Linked DNA regions of Mus musculus: regions 2, 3, 4, 5 and 6 are each linked to region 1. A link is a contact called in public Hi-C, HiChIP or PLAC-seq, Micro-C and promoter capture Hi-C data. All regions are on one chromosome and are shown on one strand. Each heading gives the region's core, a stretch centred on a gene start, on an enhancer-like site or on the middle of the called end of the contact. The rest is flanking DNA. Distances are from core to core; before and after follow the strand shown. Region 1 holds the start of Cers6 (ceramide synthase 6). Region 2 has its middle 17 kb from the start of Abcb11. Region 3 holds the start of Stk39 (serine/threonine kinase 39). Region 4 holds the start of Spc25 (SPC25, NDC80 kinetochore complex component, homolog (S. cerevisiae)). Region 5 overlaps Nostrin (nitric oxide synthase trafficker). Region 6 holds the start of Nostrin (nitric oxide synthase trafficker).

Region 1 (3,247 bases), core at 482-2,981:
GGATATTTTAGGAACGATGTTTCAAGGACAGAGGAAAACACACACACAAAGACTGTGTGGGTACGGTAGGTATGTTTTGTAAAGAGCAGGGAGCCCCGAGGGAAGAGAACACACGAGATCAGAGAGATAATAAGGAACCAAATGTCTTAAGACATAATGGCTTTGACTTCTGCTTGGGGGAGAACAGAGCTAAAGCAGGTTTAAGTACTGGAATTGTGGGACAAACATTTCAACCTGAGCACTATGGCCAAGAGAGGACAGTAATGGGACACAGGCAGAACTGGGGTTTGAGTGGTGATGGGGACTGCTCAGATGTGAAATGGTACGGCAGTTTAGATCAGCTGGTAGCCAAACAGGTAGTGGAGGGTGTAAGGTAATGGTTTATAAAATGACTTGGATGAATTTGTGATGTTAGAAAGGAAGTATGCAAGCAAGAGGAAAGTGGCTGCTTCCTTTTGGACTGAGCCGTGACCACAGGAAGGACAGGTCTGGAGGAGAGAGTAGTCATCGACCATCCAAAGAGAACTGCTAGGGACTGAATGTGTTCTCCCCAAATTCAGTGCACTGGCATTTGGAGGCTAAGCCCTTGGGATGTAATTAGTTTATGAGAATGAAATCTTGGGATGTAATTAACTTATGAGGATGAAACCTTGGTTGGAGCCCTAGTCAGATGACACACGGGTGCAGTCTCTCTGTCTCTGCAACAAGAAATTCTCTGCGAAGACAATCACCTGTCAGGAAGAGTCCAGGAAGGGTGTCTTTGCCACCCCTTAGATTGCCTAGAACTTTGGCTTTGGACTTTGCCTCTGCAAGTATGAGGAACGCATTTTCATTGATTGAGCCATATGTCAAAACAAACAGCCTGAATTAAGGCAGGAACTGACCTTTGCAATCACAGCTGACCTTGAGTGACTTCATTGGGTGGGGAAGGCATGAATGGAAGTTCAATAAAGAACAGGAGGTGAGAATCAGGAGGCCTTGAGAGTTTGGTTTAAAGGCAGGGAGAGGAGGAATAAATACTCCTGCCCCCATTATCTACCAAGTCAAAATGTGGTTCCCACAGTATTTTCAGAGGTTACTGGCGCAGTTCCCCATAATGCTGCCGTTACTAGCTGCTATCACCATTAGACACCATCATCAAGCAATTCATTAATCAATCATAAATGCCTAATTTCTTGTGCTACTTCATAAATCAAAATTAGGAGCCTTGTTCCTTGGGGGACCCAGCTCAAGGGGAAGCAGTAGTGTAAAACGTGCCAGGAAGGTCAAGGAGGGGGGTGAGGTGCGGGTCGGAGGCAGAAGTCTCTTGCCAAATCATCCAGCCCCAGTTCCTGATTTTCTTTTAGCACTGGAGAGGATGATCCTTCCCCTCCCACTCCTTCCTCCTTCGCCTTTGCGCCCCCTACTTCTTCTTCTGGGGTTCTTTTTCAGCGCAGGGCTCTCTCTGGAAGCTCGGCCCCTGCCAGGCTCCTTTTCGCCTCCCTGCGCTCAGGAAGAGGACAAGAGCGCAGACACTCCAGTGGGGCAGGAGCTGGCGTTCTAACCAGGTGCGACCCAACTTGGGGCTGGGACAGAGGTGCGGGACGCGCTCCAGGTGCGGGTCCAGAGCCAGAGCGCGGCCCGCAGCTCCCAGGGCGTGGGCGAGCCGGCCGCGTGTGCCTCGGTGCTTGACGGGAACACTAGCCAATCAGGGCGTGCGGCCAGGCTGCCACGTGACAGGCGAGGCGGCCCTTTTCCCAGCGCGGCCAGAGGGAGGAGTGGAGCGGATCGCGGAGCCTGAGAGTGCAGCGGCCACAGAGGAGGCGGCGGCAGGCGGAGCGGCAGCGGCAAAGGCTCCCGGCCAACCCAGCGCGCATCCCCAGTGCCCTGAGCTGCAGAGAGCTCGGAGGAGCGCGGGAGCAGCGACACCGGAGTGGACAAAGCAAGATGGCAGGGATCTTAGCCTGGTTCTGGAACGAGCGGTTTTGGCTTCCGCACAATGTCACCTGGGCAGACCTGAAGAACACGGAGGAAGCCACCTTTCCGCAGGCGGAGGACCTCTACCTTGCCTTCCCCTTGGCCTTCTGCATCTTCATGGTGCGGCTCATCTTCGAGAGGTAAGAAGGGCCGAAGTGCCTGCTCTCCCGCACACACGCACACGCGTGCACACTCGCCTGCTCCGTGGCGCACGCCCCCGCGCTTGGGCTCACACCTCCCAACCTTTGTGTTCTCTGTGGGGTCCCGATCCCTCGGCCAGGCTGACTTCTAGGGAGCTAGAGAGGGTCCAACTCGACCGCGGATTTCCTCCGGGGCGCCACGAAGGGGCGGCAGGGCGCTTGGTCACCGCCCGCGCTCCTCCTTTCCCGGCTTCCTCCTCCTAGAGAGGGTCGGCGAACAAAGGTGAGCGGAGGCTGGCCGCGGGGAACCGCTGCGCCGAGGGCTCGGCCGGCTCCCTCCGAGCCGGCACTAGGCGCTTCCAGATTGGGCTTCTCCTCCGAGGCTCGCCGCCACCCACCTGACAGCCTGGAACGATGGGGACGCGCGGCCCGGAGGGAGGAGGAGCGCACACACTTCCAGCCCTTCCACTCTTGCACGCACGCGGGCCGCGCTGCAGAAGAATTTGCTCGGACCTTTGGCTTTAGCTTGCTCCCTGGCTTCCATCCGTGACACGGAGTTTTAGGCCCTGGGTCCTGGGAAATAGGTGACGACAGCACTCCGGATCGCTACTGGTTTCTTTAAAAGAGGGCAGAACAGGACCGGTGCCCCTCGAAATAGTCATTTGAATCGATAGTAGGACCCCGTGACTAATCATAAGCGTCTTGCTGGTACCGGAAGACACTTGAAACGTTAAAAGAATTGTCTCATAATTTTTGGTATGAGTCCTCGATTTGGTTAGATCTCGCCATTGTAACTGCACACAAACTTGTGCTACTCTCACTGAGTCAGCCTTAAGTCACAGAACTAGATCTTGCCTGCTGTGCATTCAACACTTACTCGTGAAACAAAATCAGCACCGCACACTTCTTTCTTTTAACTGAAAAAAAAATCGCCTTCCTCTTTCCTCCTCCCACCTCCATTCATCAGCGAAGGCTGATTTCTTAGATCACAAATATCCATTTCTACTCTAACCTCCCTTCCCTGCCTCCAGCTCACCTTGGCTGTTGCTCAGGCTGCTGCTATCTTGTTTACTGTTGGTTTGCCTAAATCCATTATTGAGAATGTCAGAATGTATCTTTTGTGTCTTTTGTTGCCTGAAATAGCAGCTAAG
Region 2 (3,247 bases), core at 321-2,820, 500 kb after region 1:
TATTGTCGATCTCAATTATATGTGGCTTAGCCAGCCATTCAGTTGATCATCATGCTGGTATGGTTTACCCACAGCATCACCAAGAAGACTAGGATGATGGTGATCTGCACCTTTGGCTAAAAGTAATGGCTAAAGAGCAGGATCCCTACATCTACCTCAAGCCCAGAAAAAAAAAAAAATCATGCTCCACCTGGTGGCTCCAAACAGTTGACAATGAAAGAAGCTGTTCTGGATGCTAGAGTGTAGATATGGCAGGATCTTAAGCAAAGTACGCCATCTTGAAGACTAGTTTTTACACTGATTATTTTGGCTTATTGTTTGCTTGTTGTTGAACCATGTGTGATCAGATGGCTATCGACATAAAATAAGATCACGTGTGGGGATTTACATATCGTAAATTTACACACCTTATCATTTGCAATGTTGTTTCTCCATTCTTACCTTTACGACTTTAAGCCTCTAAACTCCTTAAAACTTCCACCTCTGAAGAAATGTACCCCTTTTTCTTCATTCCTCCATTGAATTCATTTAAAAATTTCCCCACTTTCTAACAAATACAGAGACCCTTAATGAGAGAGAGAGAGAGAGAGAGAGGGAGAGGGAGAGGGAGAGGGAGAGGGAGAGGGAGAGGGAGAGGGAGAGGGAGAGGGAGAGGGAGAGGGAGAGGGAGAGGGAGAGGGAGAGGGAGAGGGAGAGGGAGAGGGAGAGGGAGAGGGAGAGGGAGAGGGAGAGGGAGAGGGAGAGGGAGAGGGAGAGGGAGAGGGAGAGGGAGAGGGAGAGGGACCTTGGAACACTCAGCTCTAAGTGGGATCATCAATTCACTCTCTTCAAAGCTCAGGGGACCCCACAGAAGAGAAGGCAGAAAGGGAGTAAGAGCTCGAGGGAATGGAGGACACAAAGAGTCTATGGCCCTCTAAATCACCTGAGCGAAGCTCACATGGACTCACTGAGATGGAAGCAGCAAGCACAAGGCCAGCATGGGCGGGGATCGGCCCCTCTGCATGCAGATTATGCTCCAACCTTAGTATTGTTATGGGATTCCTGAATGTGGGAATAAGCAGGCCACTAATTCCTGTTCCTTCCCTTGGGCTCTTTTCCTTCCATGAGTTTGCCTTGTCCAACATCGATGTGATGGTTTATATTTTATCTTATTATCTCTTATCTTATAATGTTTTGTTGTTACCTCTTAGAAGTCTGTGCTTTTCCAATGAGAGACAGAAAGGATGCAGATAGGAGAGAAGATGAGGAGTAACTAGGAGGAGTGGAGGGAAGGGAATCTGTAATCAGGTCATATTGCATAAGAAGAGAATCTATTTTCCATGAAAGGGAAAATGAAAATGTAAATCTTTCAATTAAAAAATAAAAATTTCTCCCTTCCAAGGACCTGCAGCCGAGTTTTTGTTGTATCTGTCAGACTGTATCTTACTTCCTGGGCCCTTGGTTCTTTGTTTTTATTTATCTCACATTGTCCTAACATTTATGATTGCTTTCTCTTGTGAATCTATGGCCTCTCTGAGAGTCCCCAAATAATCCAGTGGGTTTAGTTTCTCTTCCTTATTACTGGAAACTCTTGACTCATAAGCCGAAGACTTCTCCTTCTCCTTGACTGCCATCAGTTTTCCATTCTTCCCTCTCAGAGCATAGACTCTGGGAGGCAATCCACATTCGTGACACACATAGGGAAGCAAAGAACTAGGGAAGAAGGGGTTAACTAACTACTGGAATGTATGAACATGGGTTGGAAACACAGCTCATTGTTCCTTAAGAAGAACCATACTAGGATATGTCTTCCCCAATCTGATTTCCTTACAATTTATTTGTTGCAATAAGAGTCTTTTAATCAAAGACTGTTGGTCACTAAAGAAAAGTCTGACATTTGGATAGGCACTGAAGACAAAGATTACAAGCAAAATAGGTATGGTCTCATGAAGCTTACAGTCCAAAAGAGAACCAATAATAAATGAATGAAGCTTAAAGCCCAAAGAAGACACAATAATAAATAAATAAGCTATCATAGAAACAATCACTCATCTGGTGCTCAAAACTCAGGAGGGACACACACGAACTCCCTCCCAAAGAACTCAGCCTCTCTAATGGAATCAAGTTGTTGATTTGATTCTCCTAAAGTATATGTGGATCATTTTTTTCTGCTGACTTCTGCCACCCACCATATTTGACTCCAAATTCTAGAGTCTACCTCTTCAGCCACCTCTCCCTTACATCTGCTGTAATCATTTATCTTTTCTCTCCTACTCAGTAAGTGTCCCCTCTTGCTCCTGGAGCCTGCTGTGCCCCCACATGGGCATCTCTCTACTAAGACATTTACCCCTTTGGTTTCCATTGCTGTAAAGAGAAACCATGACTAAGGCAACTCTTATAAAGGACAACATTTAATTGAAGCTGGCTTACTGGTTCTGAAGTTTTCATCTACTCGGTGTCACCCTGAAACTGCCTGCTTTGTCTACTACAAAAGCCATACCAATGTGTCAAGACACTACTCTTGCCCAACTGGGTTCCTATAATGTGGGAAAGGATGCCTTTTCTTGTGACATAGTACATTTCTCTTTGATAAGTCTCTCTATCTAATAGGGGATGCTTAGGATTGAATTCTTTTTAATTAGATATTTTCTTTGTTTACATTTCAAATGTCAACAACCCTTTCCTGGTTAACCCCCCTATCCCATCCCCCCTTCCCCTGCTCACCAACCCACCCACTCCTGCTTCCCTGTCCTGGCATTCCCCTACACTGGAGCATCAAGCCTTCTCAGGACCAAGGGCCTTTCCTTCCATTGATGTCCAATAAGGCCATCCTCTGCTACATATGCATCTGGAGCCATGGGTCCCTCCATGTATACTCTTTGGAGGGTAGTTTAGTCCCTGGGAGCTCTGAGGGTACTGGTTGGTTCATATTGTTGTTCCAACTATGGCGCTGCAAGCTCCTCCAGCTCCTTTGGTCCATTCTCTAGCTCCTCCATTGGGGACCTTGTGCTCAGTCCAATGGTTGGCTGAGAACATGCACCTCTGATTTTGTCAGGCTCTGGCAGAGCCTCGCAGGAGACAGCTATATCAAGCTCCTGTCAGCAAGCACTTGCTGGCATCCACAATAGTGTCTGGGTTTGGTGATTGTATATGGGATGGATCCCCAGGTGGGGCAGTCTCTGAATTGCCTTTCCTTTAGTCTCTAATCTACACTTTGTCTCTGTATCTCCACCCATTTTGCTCCTCCTTCTAAGGACTGAAGTATCCA
Region 3 (3,247 bases), core at 443-2,942, 390 kb before region 1:
ATAAATGTCTATAAAGACTATAAGCAGCCTTTGCATACCAAAGTACATAATTACTACACATATACACATTTCTGCCTATCAAACACACAAATAGATACATACATATATACATATATATGTATGTATATATTTATGTATATTTATGCATTGCTGGAAGTCTCATTCACACACGACATAAAAGGGGTTCCTTTGAGTGTCTAGTGAAATTATATTAATTATGTTAATTATAATTGTTCAAGGGAAAAATAGAGAAATCTTTTTTAAATGAAAGAAAAAGATAACTTGAATTTCCCCCCGTCCCCATCTTTAAATATCAAGATTATGAGCCAGCAACATCCCCAGTCCAGAGTTCATAAGGTTATATGATGGGGCCCACTTTGCCTGGCAGCATCGGTGAGGCACAAAACTTCTAAGTGAATGAACCTTTAGGTAAGGTTCTAAGCTAGAGGACACCACAAATATCCTGGCCCTACACGTGTTTGGCTCAAAGAAAAGTAACGCGGGCTTCTTGCCTTTCGACTTTGCCAGGTATTTAAAAATGTAAGATAAGATGGTATTAGTGAGCTGCCTAGGAGACACCGAAAGGCTGGGCGCGGATCGTGGACAGCCTCGAGTTTCACCCCAGCAGATCCTCCCGGAGCAGGGCAGAAGGCCAGCGCGGCCGCTCACCGGCCCCGGGGCTGGCAGCAGGCGGCGCGCCCGCAAGGAGGGAGGCAGGTACCGGGCGCACCGCGCGCAGAGCCGGGTTGCAGGGCGAGCATGCGGCGGCTGTCAGAAGAAGGCCAGCATCCTCCCTGGTCTGGGCAGGCGCCTGGGCCTCTGCCACTACTACGTGGCTGGGCTACCCACCGAGAGGTCATGGCAGGAGGCAGAGGCGCGGCTGCGCCCGCAGGGTCTCCCAGGACGCGTTTCACCCAGCACGGCGCGGGGGCGCGGAAGCCCAGGGCGGCGCCCCCGCATCCCCACCCCGCCCAGGCAGCCCATCCGCGTGGTCAGCGGCCACGAGCTGCGGCCCCAGGGCTCGAGGGGGGAGGAGGATGCGGCGTTACTGGGTTCCAGCTCCGCCGCCCCGGCGATCCGGGAGATAAAAGTTTGCAGCCTGCAGCTCGTCTGCAGTGCGAGTCACATCCGCCGCGCCACCTCCTGCAGCAGCCGCGCTCAGGGAAGGAAGGGACAAATTAAAAATTAAAAAAGACAATAAAATAACTGTTGAAGCCGGTAGGCCCCGAAGCCGGCCGCTCTGCCTCTGGGCGTGCAGGCAGGCAGGAGAACCGCATCCCGCACCCACTCCCGCCCAGTCTCGGCGCCCGGCCTGGACCGGCCCCGCAGCACCCTCCGCACTGACCGATAACCTCCTGGAGCTCGTACGCGTCCCTGCAGATGGGCCAGCCGACCGCCTGAGCTGCCGGGGCCGGGGCTGGAGCAGCAGCTGGAGCCGGGGCCGGGGCTGCGGACGCCGCCGGAGCCGGGGCCGGGGCCGGGGCTGGTGCTGATGTCGCGGCCGCCGGGGCCGTCGCCGCCGCCGCTGTCACCGGGGCCGCCTGCTGGGAAAGCTGGACGTGCACAGGCGAGCCGCTCGGCTCCGCCATGATGCTGCGGGAGGAGAGTGAGGGGACGCGCCGGCCGGCGGACGACCTTCCACTTGAAACTTCCCTAGCCTCGTCGCCCACACCTCTCGGCCGGCGCACGCCCTCCCCGTCCGCCGCAGCCGCCGCCGCCGCCGGAGCCTGCCACGAGGGGAGGGAGCCAGCCGGAGGCCGAGCGGGGCGGAGGGAGGAGGCTGCGCCGCGGAGGCGGGGACGGGAGGAGGCGGCGGCCGCCGCGCCCGCCGCGCGCCCCGATCCTCGCGCGCACGGTGCTCTCAGCGCCGAGGGGAACCGCCGCCCCCTCCCGCCCTGCTCGCCGCCAGGGAAGTTTCCACGCGCTGGGAGCCGGGCGGCTTCGGGGGGTGATTTCGGGGCTTGCCCCGCTCCCTTCCTGCCCTGCCGCGCCTCCGCCCTAGACAATCGCACTCTCCCGAAGAAGCCCCCCTGGGACTCCGAGGGCGGGGTCGTTGAACGGCTGCCAGATTCTCAGCCTGCTAACTCTCCCCGAGCGAGCGAAAGAACCTGGAGTTCTTTTACAAGTTAGCGAGGGAGACACCTACCTACACGGCGTCGGTTTTGTAGGACGCCGGTTAAAAAATAACCCAACTTGTAACTTTCCGGCGCTTTACCTGGCAGGAGCCCTTTCGCACCTTGCCTAATGAAATCGCCAGTGCTGCTCTGAAATGAAACCCGACTCCCTAAATCCCCGGCTTTCTCTTTTGTTCAAAGACACTTGGACCCTAGGAAGGTGATGTCAGGGGCAGTGAAGTTACAAGAAGTAGAGAGGAGAAAGGAGTGTAACAAAATCAGAGCGCAGGCCTAGCATGCTATGGTTCTATCCCCAGCACTTTTTATGTGCTTAAAACCATGCTCGGAGGTAAAGTGCCAGCTTAATACACTTAAGGTCCTTGGTTCGATACCAAGTACAAATGAATACATAAACAGTCACATTAACCCTTTAAGACCCTAAGGTCAGACAGCAAGTTTCTTGACAGAACACTATGAACCTACTGGGGCATAAATTAACTGCAATGGAAAGTTTTGAATAAATGCTGCTTTTTCAACACTCCCCAAATTACCTCATCTTTAAAATAGCTGTGGCAAAACCAGAGATTTTTCTAATTGCAGGTGTCACATTTGAATGTTCAACTCTCATCCCTCACAGAGGTGACCACTATTAAAAGATTCTTGTCTCAGGCTGGAATGGTACTCTGACTCAATAGGCGTATTCGTTATGTGGCTGACATTAGGCTGGCTGGTTCTCACGAGACAGCCAGGCTTGAGAAAGAACAAAGCACAGGAGAGCCATGAAACTCTTAAAGGGATAAAAATAAAAATCTCCTTAAACTCTTTAAAAAATAATTCAAAAGAAACTTAGACATTTGCTAGGAGAAAAACCAGTTGTCTGGCAAAAGCAATGACGTTAACTGTTTACTTAACCTCTTAGGGCACTATGGGACAGATGGATAAACTAGCAACTAGCATGACTTGCTCAAAGAGCTAATATTTATGCTGCTAAGAACTTGTATTTCCTTTTGTGCAGATATACTATTTTTTAAAAAGCCAGCATATTTGTTTTAATTTATGTCAAGAAATAGACTACTTCATAAACAAACTCTAGGCCTCTGATGAACAGGGCAGTTATCCCAAGTCACTGGTTA
Region 4 (3,247 bases), core at 215-2,714, 340 kb after region 1:
TGTCTATGCATGTGTGTGAATGTACGAACACTCACAACACTGTCTTACTTAAGATTTCACGATAAAGACCTTCAATCTAAAAGCTAATCTACACACGATTCACATACGGTTTTTATACTCCAGAATCATCTCAGTCATCCTCTCTTCTTCCTTTAATTTCAAAGACATCTTTTCTGAAAGACAAATTACAAGAGATATTTGAATCCCGCTGAAATAACAGTAAAAAATAAATAAGGTCAGCAAAATCCACAAGTTAGGAGTTAAGGGCTGGCAGTACCTGAAAACGCTTTCATGGAGTCCTTGAAGGCGTCTCTAAGTCCCAGCACTTGACTATGATTATCATCGAGTCTGTTTCTGAACTTATCCCCAAATTCATTGATGCTTTGATTTAAGAGTGCCAATTCGTCTTCACCCATTATGTTTTAAGACACTGCAAAACAGAGCACAAAGCTGTATTTTAGTTGCTATCGACACCAAATAAGCCACATTTTCGAGTTTATGTCTGCAGGTTGACTTTGCTACAGAATGGTTAATAATTGAGCAACTCAGCTAGCATAAAGGCAGACTTTAATTCCAACATTTCCAGCTGGGGGCAGGAGAATCTGAGGTAAAGGTCAGCCAACGTCAGGACCAGTCTGATATACAAGAGACCTTTTCTAAATAAACACAACAGGGTGTGAACTAAACGCCTTTTTTCGCCTTTTGTCCCAGCACTGTCCCAGCACATCGGAGGCAGAGAGGCAGAGAGGCAGAGGAAGGTATTTGAGTTCAAAGATAGCCTGGTCAACATTGGGCCAGAACCTAATAAAATGTAAAATAAGATAAAAATAATCCACTAACAGTCCGGTAGTTAGCAACAGGATGATCCAAGCCAATTTGGGCTTAACTGTGGTGGATGTGCATCAATCTGTTCTGAAGGCATGAAGGGAGGTGGAGGAGAGGAAAGAATATGACCAAAACAAGGTTGCACGAAGCTTTCAAGTCATGTTTTAACAGGACCCCGGTGTCACTCCGCTTCTCCTAAAGGACCTGCTCGCAGGCAACGAGACCGAGACTCGAAGAGGTTGGGGGACAGACAGACCTGCAGGTTTTCTGCATCAGACCCCTGGCCGACTGCTCCGTCCACTCCTCCCCCTGCAGGGCGGAAGAGGGGAGTGTGATCGGGACCGAGCAGCGCCAGGACCCGAACTCCGCGGCTAACAGCGGACGCCCGCATTCCAGGCTCTGCGGACCCACGCCGACATGCCCAGGCCGGCTTCCCTCAGCCCGGGCGTGCGGTCGGCGAAGCCCCACAACCCTTCAAACGGCTCCCGACCTGAGCGGCCAGGAACGCCGCGGTCTCCACCAGACTGGACCTGTCCGGCAGGAACCAGCCCGCCGCTCTTCCGTCTGCTGCTCCCGGGTCTGCTGCTCCTCCAGCGCGCAGTCTTTCAATTTCAAACTCTCCACCGCCTGCTTACCCGCCCTTCAACTCCGTCTTCTGATTGGCTGACAGGGCAGACTCTCCGTGCAAGGATTGGTTGATATCGGCCTGCGGAATTCTCGCGGACAACTATGGAGCAGAGCATTCTGGGATTCGTAGTTCTTTGCTGAGACAGCTTGGGACGCGGTCTATAGTGAAGTAGAAGGGCTTGCCCCAGAATGAAGAAAAAAATGTAAAAATTGAAATTTAACTGCTTTCTTTTATGACATATACTTCCTTCTTCCTTGCACTCGTTTTATTTTGGAAATGACGGAAAATCCTCTTGAACAGACTCCAGTTATGATTGATTAGGCTGAAACATCCTGAAAGTTACCAAACTATTTACCCAAACTTAATGTTTGAATTTCCCAAGCTTTTCTAACATTGATTTATCGTGAGTATTTTACTTATTTAATTTTTATGTTTGAACGTGTTTACAGAAGGGGGCATCGGATCCCCTGGAACAGTTGTGAGCCACTGATAATCAAACTCCTCTCCTCTGCCTGAGGAGCAGACGCCCTGCAACTTTGAGCCATGTCGCCAGTCCTTCAGCTGTTGATTTTAAGACCTACTGGCAAAAACAAGCTCCTGGATCTCGCAGAACTTCAAACTGAATGGGATCAGAACACTGTATACTAAAGTAACCGGTGCTCCCTGAAGAGAGACAGATGGAAGCCACCAAGTTATTAAACATATAATTAAAAATACACATAATTTTAAAAAATAGTAAAGATTTTAAGCTAAGATTTGTTAGAAGACAACTTCACAGATGAAACAGACTTGCTAACTACATCTTTCTTTGTAAAACTGAGAAAGATAGGGAATTGAGAATATGCCCTTTAAAGAAAAGGAACTTGAAGTGTGGTGGCACACGCGTTTAATCCCAGCCCTTGGAAGGCAGAGGCAGGCGGATTTCTGAGTTCGAGGCCAGCCAGGTCTACAGAGTGAGTTCCAGGACAGCCAGGGCTACACAGAGAAACCCTGTCTTGAAAAACCAAAAAAAAAAAAAAAAAAAAAAAAAAAGAAAGAAAAAAGAAAAGAAAGAGAAAACAAGGAACTTGAGATGGTCAATATTAAAAAAAAATTATTGTTATTTTCATCTTTGATTATGATAATTGTTTCTGAAAATAACCCTTTGCTTGTAGACCATACTAATATTTCTTTGATTCCCTTTAAGCATCCAAATGCCAACTATAAGATTAAGCTACCAGATTATGGCTATTTTATCCCCAAGTGGTGCACGCCTTTAATCCCAGCACTCAGGAGGCAGAGGCAGATGGATTTCTGGGTTTGAGGCCAGCCTGGTCTACAGAGTGAGTTCCAGGACAGCCAGGGCTACACAGAGAAACCCTGTCTCAAACCCCCCCCCCCAAAAAAAACAAAACAAAACAAAAAAAGAACTGAAAATCAAGACTATGAAGTCTGGACAAGTTACCATCCTTGACCTTGACCTTGTCATCATCATTCAGCACATCACAGTATACCTGATGCTCAGTGTCTCGCCTGGGGCCATTATTAACAAATTTGGCCATATAGGAGGCAGAAAAGTGCATACCACTCTGCAGACGATCTGGGTTGGGTTCCCAGCACCCAAGTGTCTCCATGGGCACCCACACTCACATGTATGTATGGCTCCCGGACAAACACAATTTTTACTTATTTATTTACTTTATGTGTACAGGTGTTTTGCCTGTGTGCCAATGTGAGTACCTAGAGTCCTTGGCAGTCAGAAGAGGGCATCAGGTCCCCTGGAACTGGAGTTATGAATGGTTGTGAGCCACCATG
Region 5 (3,247 bases), core at 429-2,928, 290 kb after region 1:
CCAATTAGGTTACATAGGGAATTTCAGGCCAGTTTGGGCTATAGTTTGAGATCCTGCCTAAAGGAAACTTAAATAATAATAAATATAATAAAATAAAACAGAAATAAAATCACTCCCTACAGTTACTGAATTAAGTGAAACAATGCAAGTGTGCTTAGCAGAGAACCGGGTGAGGAGGGAAACTCCATGAACGGCCATTTTGAGTTTGGTTCTAATGATTCAGTTGCCTCCTAAATCCCACCATTGCAAGCCTAGTATTAAAAGAGCCAGCATGTTCAGAATGGCCAGTGAGCCAGCAGTAATGTGGTATTTAGTGATAAAAGTTGGTTGATTGTTTCTCTGTATCAGAATCCGTATTAGATGCTTTCACAGATATCCCCGTGCATTTATCGTTTACAAGGTCAGTTAAATGAGGCTCAGAGAAGCTGAGTGAGTCTTCCAGGATCACACAGAAAACCTGCAGCCAGGAATATCTGCTTTCAGATCCGGGCTCTGGACTCTCTGAGGCCCACACCCAGGATGCATTTCGTGCCAAGCTGTCCAGTGTCTGTGCAGTCACCTGCGCACTTCTCCGTAGTCCCTCGTATCCTTAGAAAAACAATTATATTTGGTTTAATTTACATGAAATAATAAGCACTTATTTGTTGGTGGAGTCCATGGAGCCCAGGCTGATCTCAAACTCCTTGTGTAACCTCAGACAATCTGATCCTTCTGCCACCGCCTCCCAGTTGCTGGGATTACAGGGGTGAGTCACGTTGTCCAGCAGAGCTGATTTTAAATGTAGGGTTGAGTCCAGTCTAACTGACGTGTATACCACGTAACTGACCATCACCAGGGTCAGACATTTTTCAACCCACTCCAGGTTGCTTCTTTCTGTTCACACCTCTGCCCTGGCCAGCACCAAACAACCACTGAGGCCTTTCATATGCGTGTATATTACTTTTGTCTCTTCTGTGTGTTCCTGTCCCTGGAAACATACACTAGGCAACTCTCTGGTGTTGCTTTAGATTGTAAAAACCCTGGCACTTGGTCTGGTTTTCTTTCTCTCTCTCTCTCTCTCTCTCTCTCTCTCTCTCTCTCTCTCTCTCTCTCTCTCTCTCTCTCTCTCTCTCTCTCTCTCTTTCTCCCTCTCTCTCTTTCTTTCTTTCTTTTTAGTTTTTTCAAGACAGGGTTTCTCTGTGTAGCCCTGGCTGTCCTGGAACTCACTCTGTAGACCAGGCTGGCCTCAAACTCAGAAATCCACCTGCCTCTGCCTCCCAAGTGCTGGAATTAAAGGCGTGCGCCACCACTGCCCGGCCTGGTTTTCTTATGGTCCAGTGCAAGATGCAGATTAGGCCACTGGAGGCCCACCTTGGATCCATTCCACTTCTGGTAGAAAGGCAGCTTCCTCCCTTCCTCCCTCTTAAAATTGGCATGTGCTCTGTCCCTGCAGTTAACCGACTTTTTAGTTTGCCCTGACTTGAGAGGACTCCTTATGGACTCCCTAGAGCTGACTCCTGCTGTGAGAGGAGATAACACTAGGCTTCCTGTCCTCCCTATAGGCCCCCAGGAATATTTGTGACCTTTGTGTTTATTACACACAGGACCAGGAAAGATCTGAGGCTGGCCTAAAAGTCAGGATGGTGCAAGACTGGGGCTCCAATTTCAAGAGCAGTGGGCACCTGTGCCAGGGACTCTGCTCACATCCTGCAGTCACTTCCATCCTTTGCCACTTACGTCCTCAAAGACTTGCTTTATTTATCTATAAGGGGACCTGAAGAGATTTTCATTGAGAGTCTTCTAAAGTTACACACACACACACACACACACACCACACCTACCTGCTCTCTTCCTTGGTCACTTTATTTCCCTGATTTTCTGCAGACACAAAATAGAAGATGAAAATCTAAATGAAAAGAAAAAAAAAAAAGGCATCAACCCTGGGGTCGGGAGCGGGAGCAGTCAGTGTGTAGAATGTCTGTGGCACAAATAAATATACTGGCTGAATTTAATCTCCTGGAGAAACTGAAACCCCAGCCAGGGAGCCAATGTGAGGGTGGAGGCAGCTTGTGGGCTGTGGTGTTTGATTTCTCAGAGCTCACCAGAGAATGACCCCCACCTCCATCCCACCCCTTTCTGTCTCCAGCTGTCTCAGCACTGCTTGGGCCTGGGCCTCAGAGAGCATGAAGTCTGCAGCAGACCTCCATCAGTGAGTGCTTCCAGTAACACCATCCCCTCGCCCTCTCCTACCCTCCCCATACCTTTGTCCCTACTTAGAGTGGGTGGGTGTCAGTATTCCCCTTCAATCCTGCCCTGAATTGATAAGCTGTAACCTGCCACTCACTTATCTCCCCGGAAACGAATTTGGACAGTAGATATAAACCCAAGACAATTTTCTATTTCCAGAAAACTTGGCAAAGCAATTGAGTTGGAAGCGATAAAGCCAACACACCAGGTCCTGAGTATGCAAGAGAAGAAGAGAAAGTCGGTGAGACCACCAGGCTGCGCTTTTCCCTTAAAGGCAAAATCAGTAGAGCTAGGGAATACTCAGTGGCTAAGGCACCCTCCTCATGTACCCCAGGCCCGAGATTCAAACCCCAACATAATAAAACATTCCTAACAAACAAACAAACAAACCAAACAAATTCACGAGGCAGAAGAAGGTGAATTTCTATGCATTCTAGGCTAATAAATTTCAAGCCAACCAGGACTATATACTGAGGTCCTGTGTTTAAAAACAAAGCTGGGGGCCGTGCTGCGTGCCTGTAAATCTCTGCACTTGGGTTGTGGGGGCAGGGGAATAGAGAGTTCAAGATCAGACTTGATTACACAGCATTTTCCAAAACAGCTTGAGACAGTGACTCAAAAGGACTAAAGAAATAAACACATGAGCAAGATTTCTGTCTATGGCCCACAGAGCAAAAGGCTACAGTAATAGTGAGTCTCAGAAATTTATAATGAAAATAATTAATAATAATAATAATAATAATAATAAACAATAATGTTTGTTAACACAGTGTTGGCAATATAGTGAAAAAAATAGTAGGGAGCAACTACTTTATCATTAAAAATAAGTCTGAAGAAGTCAAGCAATAGACTAAGATAGAGTCATTAAAAGGTTTATAGGAGAGCCAGGGACCTAGCTCTGGGACAGCATGTTTTTGGCCTTGAATTCAATATTCAGCACTGTGAAGATAACATACATATATAGTGGATTTTAGAAAGATGGCTCAGTGGTTACAAACAGGATCTGCTCTTATGGAAGACT
Region 6 (3,247 bases), core at 280-2,779, 270 kb after region 1:
CATTGCTGTAACCTCCAGTGATGGATGGTTCGGCCAGTAGAGAGAATCTTGTTGGTATGTGAGGGGTGGTTCCTGTCTAAGGCTGGCAAGTCATCTCTCAGCTCTTGTAAACTCTCCTCTTTCACTGTTAGCTCTCTCTCCTACACTATCTTCAGGGTCTTAAAAGAGAGCCTGGGCCCAAGAGGCAGCTGAGAGGAGGTTGTGTCAGTAGGATGGTGCAGCTGAGATACTGTGAGACCTGAAGTATTTGAGGGGGCTTTGGGGACAAAACCTATTCTCAGACAAGTCACAAGTCAGAGCAAAGCTACTCTGAGCCTTGTAAATGATTGTCATAAATCCATAGGCAATTAGAAACCTAGGGACTGACAACTGGGAAAGGTATTTTTAAAAGCAACAATAAAATAAGTTACTGATTGCCAGCTCTGCCCATCATTTTGAGCCATGAAAAAAGAAGGCCAATCTTAGGCTTAAATTAATAGCCTAGCCTCTTGGTCCTGCTTGGCTGAGAGTGAGGGCTGGATTCAGTTCAGCCCTGAGAGGTGTTTCATAAATGGTCTGCTTCCTGATAGTCTTCTGGACACTTTAGTGTTAACAGTCTCATAAGGTTGTTTGGTACCAGCTCTGAGTGACTTGGAGCAGAAAAAATAGAGGTTTGATATTGCAGGAGGGTATGGGCCATTAATTTACATATCAAAGCCGGGACTATAGGAAATTTGTCATCACCTCAGGGATTGACCTACTGTGTTCGTTATTGTCCTCATTGCTGCGACTAGCTGCCTGATAAAAGCAGAAGGAAAGGGTTTATTGTGGCCTGTAGTTTGAAGTACAGTGTATCATGACAGGAAATGCAAGGCAGCAGGAGCTTGAGGGCAGCTGGTCCTATTGCATCCGCAGACAGGTCCCAGAGAGAGGAATGCTAGTCCGCCACTCACGTTCTCCTTTTTACTGACGGTCAGGACCCCAGCTTATCTGATCATGCTGCCTACACTTAGGGTCGGTCTTTCCACCTCCATTAACTCAATCTAGACACCCCCCTCACGGACATGCTCTTAGGTGAGCCTCTTAGGTGAGTCTAGATCCTATCCAGTTGTCAATCAAGGCAAACCATCAGACAGCCCCACCTAGATCCAGGTGGGAATGCTGCGTACTTAACTCACCTTCTCCAATCAACGTGAGAACGAAAGACAGCTGTGACTGTCACTTTTCACCTATCTAGCTTGCCTAGACCCCAAAGGTCAGAGCAGCATAACGCACAGAAAATACAAGCCATGACTGGACCAGCAATTTCCACCATCATTCCAGGCATCCAGATCATGGGGAACTCTACCCAGCTTCTGAGCCTTCTCTCAAGGCTACACCTCAGGGCCTCAAAGTTCACTGGACTGCTTCTCACCATTCCCACTGGCTCTTTTGACCCAGAGCTGTTCTGTGCTTTTTCAGGAAATGAACTGGATGAAAGTCCAGGGGCTGGAACTTCCTCCTTGGTGTGTTTGACAAGGACTGACGTACTCTAAGCCCTTTGAATCCCGGAAGTCCAGAACACACCCAACCTGATTGATTGCAGCGTCCAGCATGCTGGATCGAGCGTAGGTAAAAGAAAAAGCAGACAGCATTTCAACATGAGGGACCCACTGACGGACTGTTCGGTGAGTAGCCCAGTGCAGTGTGTGTGTGCCTGTGTGTACGAGGCTAGGGGAAAATTTATAGATTAGTGGTTTCTAAGCTGCAGAAATTGGAGGCATTCAGAAAGCAGGCGTGTTTAGATTTTGGCTGTGGAACAGAAGTCTGCGGTTTTTCTTTGGTTAAGCTTAAAATAGAGCCCTCTTGAAAATGTGACAGTCATAGCCGTCTTTAGTTCTCAAATTGATGGGGAAAGATTTGGGTGAGTCTATAGCATCCTACTTGGATCCAGACGGGGCTGTTTGAGAAGCAATATTAAAGCTTGCTTGATGAGGTGCCAACATAGTCAACATCGTGTGTAGAGTAGACAGGGAAGCTCACAGACCGTCTGCAATGCATTTGGGCTCAGAGATTGAGTCAGGGAAGGATTTGCCTCCCCTCCACACCCTTCAACCCATTCCTGCTTTTTAATCAAACAGCTTGAGAGTTGTGATCCCAAAAGCCCTCAGGACACAGAACAGACTCCCATTGTGTCAGCCTGGTAGCTGGTTCGCCAGCCTGCTTGCTCTGGTCCTGGGATCTTCCCTGCCCCCCTCCCAATACAATATTGATCAAAAGTCCAAAGACACACAGCACAGTCACTAATGTATTATTAGTGGCAGAGATTTGACCTAGGAGACAAGATGCAAAGGAAATAAAGGGAAGGGAAATTTGTTCCGAAACCAAAGTAATCAAGGATTTTCAATGTCTTACCCAAGCTGTAAAGCGAAAAACTTGGTGACCTCAGAAGCCAGGAATTGTAGCCATGGTTCATATATTTTATTGAAAGAAACAAACCAACCAACCAGCCTGTGGAAAAGCAAATAGGAGAAATCTGTGAGGAAGCCATGATCAGCAGAGGATGCAGCTTTCCTTGTTGTTTATTCAAAGGGCAAGGAAACCATGGGCTTAGGAGAGGTGGAATTCCAACTGCTATTGGACAAACCTAGTTCAAGAATCCTGAGGCTGAAGTGAGGCAAACATCTAAGAGATTAAGAAGATAGCGTAGCACCAGTTCCATTAAGCATTAAAAAGATATGCTTAATGAATACACAGATTCCAACACCACACTTGAATGACAATATTGAGTGAACCCCCACCTCACCCCTTACTTTGGCACACAGCCTCAATCTACTCGGCATTGGGTGGTTATGGGTAACCTTTTAGAGAAATTTGTTCTTTTCTCTTTGTATTTGCACCCTACTACACTTTTAAATCCTCGCCTGTCTCACATGGATTCTGGTGATGTTTTCCCTGGTTCAGGTGACACCCAGATAAGTTGAGGCAAACACTTGGTACTGGCAAGTATTTAAAGAGAAAGTCAATGCCGAGATAGTACAATAGACAAAAGAGAGGGAGACAGGAGGCAGGACCAACTAGGTTTTTAAAAGAGAAAAGAAAGAAAAAGGGGAGTTAAAAGTCTATCATATCATTGTGTGTGTGTGTGTGTGTGTGTGTGTGTGTGTGTGTAGGTAGACAGCACAGCTTACTTCAGGTCAGGACTAGGGACAAATGTTTTCTTTCAGACATCTCCCAAGACAGTCTCCCCTACCTCCATGGCAGTTCAAAGCTCTACTTCTGTGGTGCT

What was found. Promoter capture Hi-C pulls out the DNA fragments that hold promoters and counts their contacts. A called contact is a pair of places that touch in the nucleus more often than the background predicts. HiChIP or PLAC-seq counts read pairs in DNA pulled down with a chosen protein or histone mark.
Region 2: an H3K4me3 HiChIP or PLAC-seq map of bone marrow-derived macrophages shows a contact between it and region 1, with 4 times the contacts expected there. The contact joins the enhancer-like site here to the promoter of Cers6 in region 1. A contact is called at or near these places in 2 of 39 promoter capture datasets (cranial neural crest and hippocampal neurons) and 4 of 115 datasets of contacts at active chromatin or transcription factors (bone marrow-derived dendritic cells, bone marrow-derived macrophages, embryonic forebrain and 1 more).
Region 3: a contact with region 1 is called in a Micro-C map of embryonic stem cells, with 4 times the contacts expected there. The contact joins the promoter of Stk39 here to the promoter of Cers6 in region 1. A contact is called at or near these places in 10 of 484 Hi-C or Micro-C datasets (CD4 T cells, CD8 T cells, Sertoli cells and 4 more).
Region 4: a promoter capture Hi-C map of neural stem cells shows a contact between it and region 1. The contact joins the promoter of Spc25 here to the promoter of Cers6 in region 1. A contact is called at or near these places in 16 of 39 promoter capture datasets (the 3T3-L1 cell line, 3T3-L1-derived adipocytes, the HPC-7 cell line and 11 more), 16 of 484 Hi-C or Micro-C datasets (the HPC-7 cell line, Th1 cells, embryonic stem cells and 9 more), 10 of 115 datasets of contacts at active chromatin or transcription factors (the NIH/3T3 cell line, astrocytes, bone marrow-derived macrophages and 7 more) and 3 of 9 other capture datasets (adipose tissue, liver and pancreatic islet).
Region 5: a contact with region 1 is called in a Hi-C map of nephron progenitors, with 2.9 times the contacts expected there. The contact joins the enhancer-like site here to the promoter of Cers6 in region 1. A contact is called at or near these places in 1 of 484 Hi-C or Micro-C datasets (nephron progenitors), 7 of 115 datasets of contacts at active chromatin or transcription factors (bone marrow-derived macrophages, embryonic hindbrain, embryonic limb bud and 4 more) and 1 of 9 other capture datasets (macrophages).
Region 6: a promoter capture Hi-C map of liver shows a contact between it and region 1. The contact joins the promoter of Nostrin here to the promoter of Cers6 in region 1. A contact is called at or near these places in 13 of 39 promoter capture datasets (the 3T3-L1 cell line, 3T3-L1-derived adipocytes, the HPC-7 cell line and 8 more), 1 of 15 datasets of contacts at CTCF or cohesin (the NIH/3T3 cell line), 1 of 484 Hi-C or Micro-C datasets (extraembryonic endoderm stem cells), 12 of 115 datasets of contacts at active chromatin or transcription factors (the SCID.adh cell line, bone marrow-derived dendritic cells, bone marrow-derived macrophages and 8 more) and 2 of 9 other capture datasets (adipose tissue and liver).

What each region holds. Positions count from the first base shown.
Region 1 is chr2:68,859,710-68,862,956 of GRCm38.p6, forward strand. It overlaps Cers6 (ceramide synthase 6), which reads left to right and starts at 1,732. Exons shown (of 10, transcript NM_172856.4): 1 at 1,732-2,096. The coding sequence starts at 1,927.
Region 2 is chr2:69,357,926-69,361,172 of GRCm38.p6, forward strand. No RefSeq gene overlaps it. Among named protein-coding and RNA genes, the nearest start is that of Abcb11, 17 kb to the left of the region's middle. Within about 2 kb of position 1,571, at least 3 of the 459 cell types and tissues checked have an H3K27ac peak or open chromatin away from gene starts, as enhancers often do. A contact at or near this core is called in bone marrow-derived macrophages, where this site is marked.
Region 3 is chr2:68,470,289-68,473,535 of GRCm38.p6, forward strand. It overlaps Stk39 (serine/threonine kinase 39), which reads right to left and starts at 1,693. Exons shown (of 18, transcript NM_016866.2): 1 at 1,346-1,693. The coding sequence starts at 1,589. Gm13596 (a long non-coding RNA gene) reads left to right here and starts at 2,676. Exons shown (of 4, transcript XR_866392.3): 1 at 2,676-3,247.
Region 4 is chr2:69,204,749-69,207,995 of GRCm38.p6, forward strand. Spc25 (SPC25, NDC80 kinetochore complex component, homolog (S. cerevisiae)) reads right to left here and starts at 1,465. Exons shown (of 7, transcript NM_001199124.2): 1 at 1,316-1,465; 2 at 278-430; 3 at 108-173. The coding sequence starts at 416.
Region 5 is chr2:69,153,988-69,157,234 of GRCm38.p6, forward strand. Nostrin (nitric oxide synthase trafficker) reads left to right here. Exons shown (of 16, transcript NM_181547.3): 4 at 2,126-2,188; 5 at 2,386-2,467. Among named protein-coding and RNA genes, the nearest start is that of Nostrin, 20 kb to the left of the region's middle. Within about 2 kb of position 1,679, at least 7 of the 459 cell types and tissues checked have an H3K27ac peak or open chromatin away from gene starts, as enhancers often do. A contact at or near this core is called in nephron progenitors, where this site is marked.
Region 6 is chr2:69,134,271-69,137,517 of GRCm38.p6, forward strand. It overlaps Nostrin (nitric oxide synthase trafficker), which reads left to right and starts at 1,530. Exons shown (of 16, transcript NM_181547.3): 1 at 1,530-1,646. The coding sequence starts at 1,620.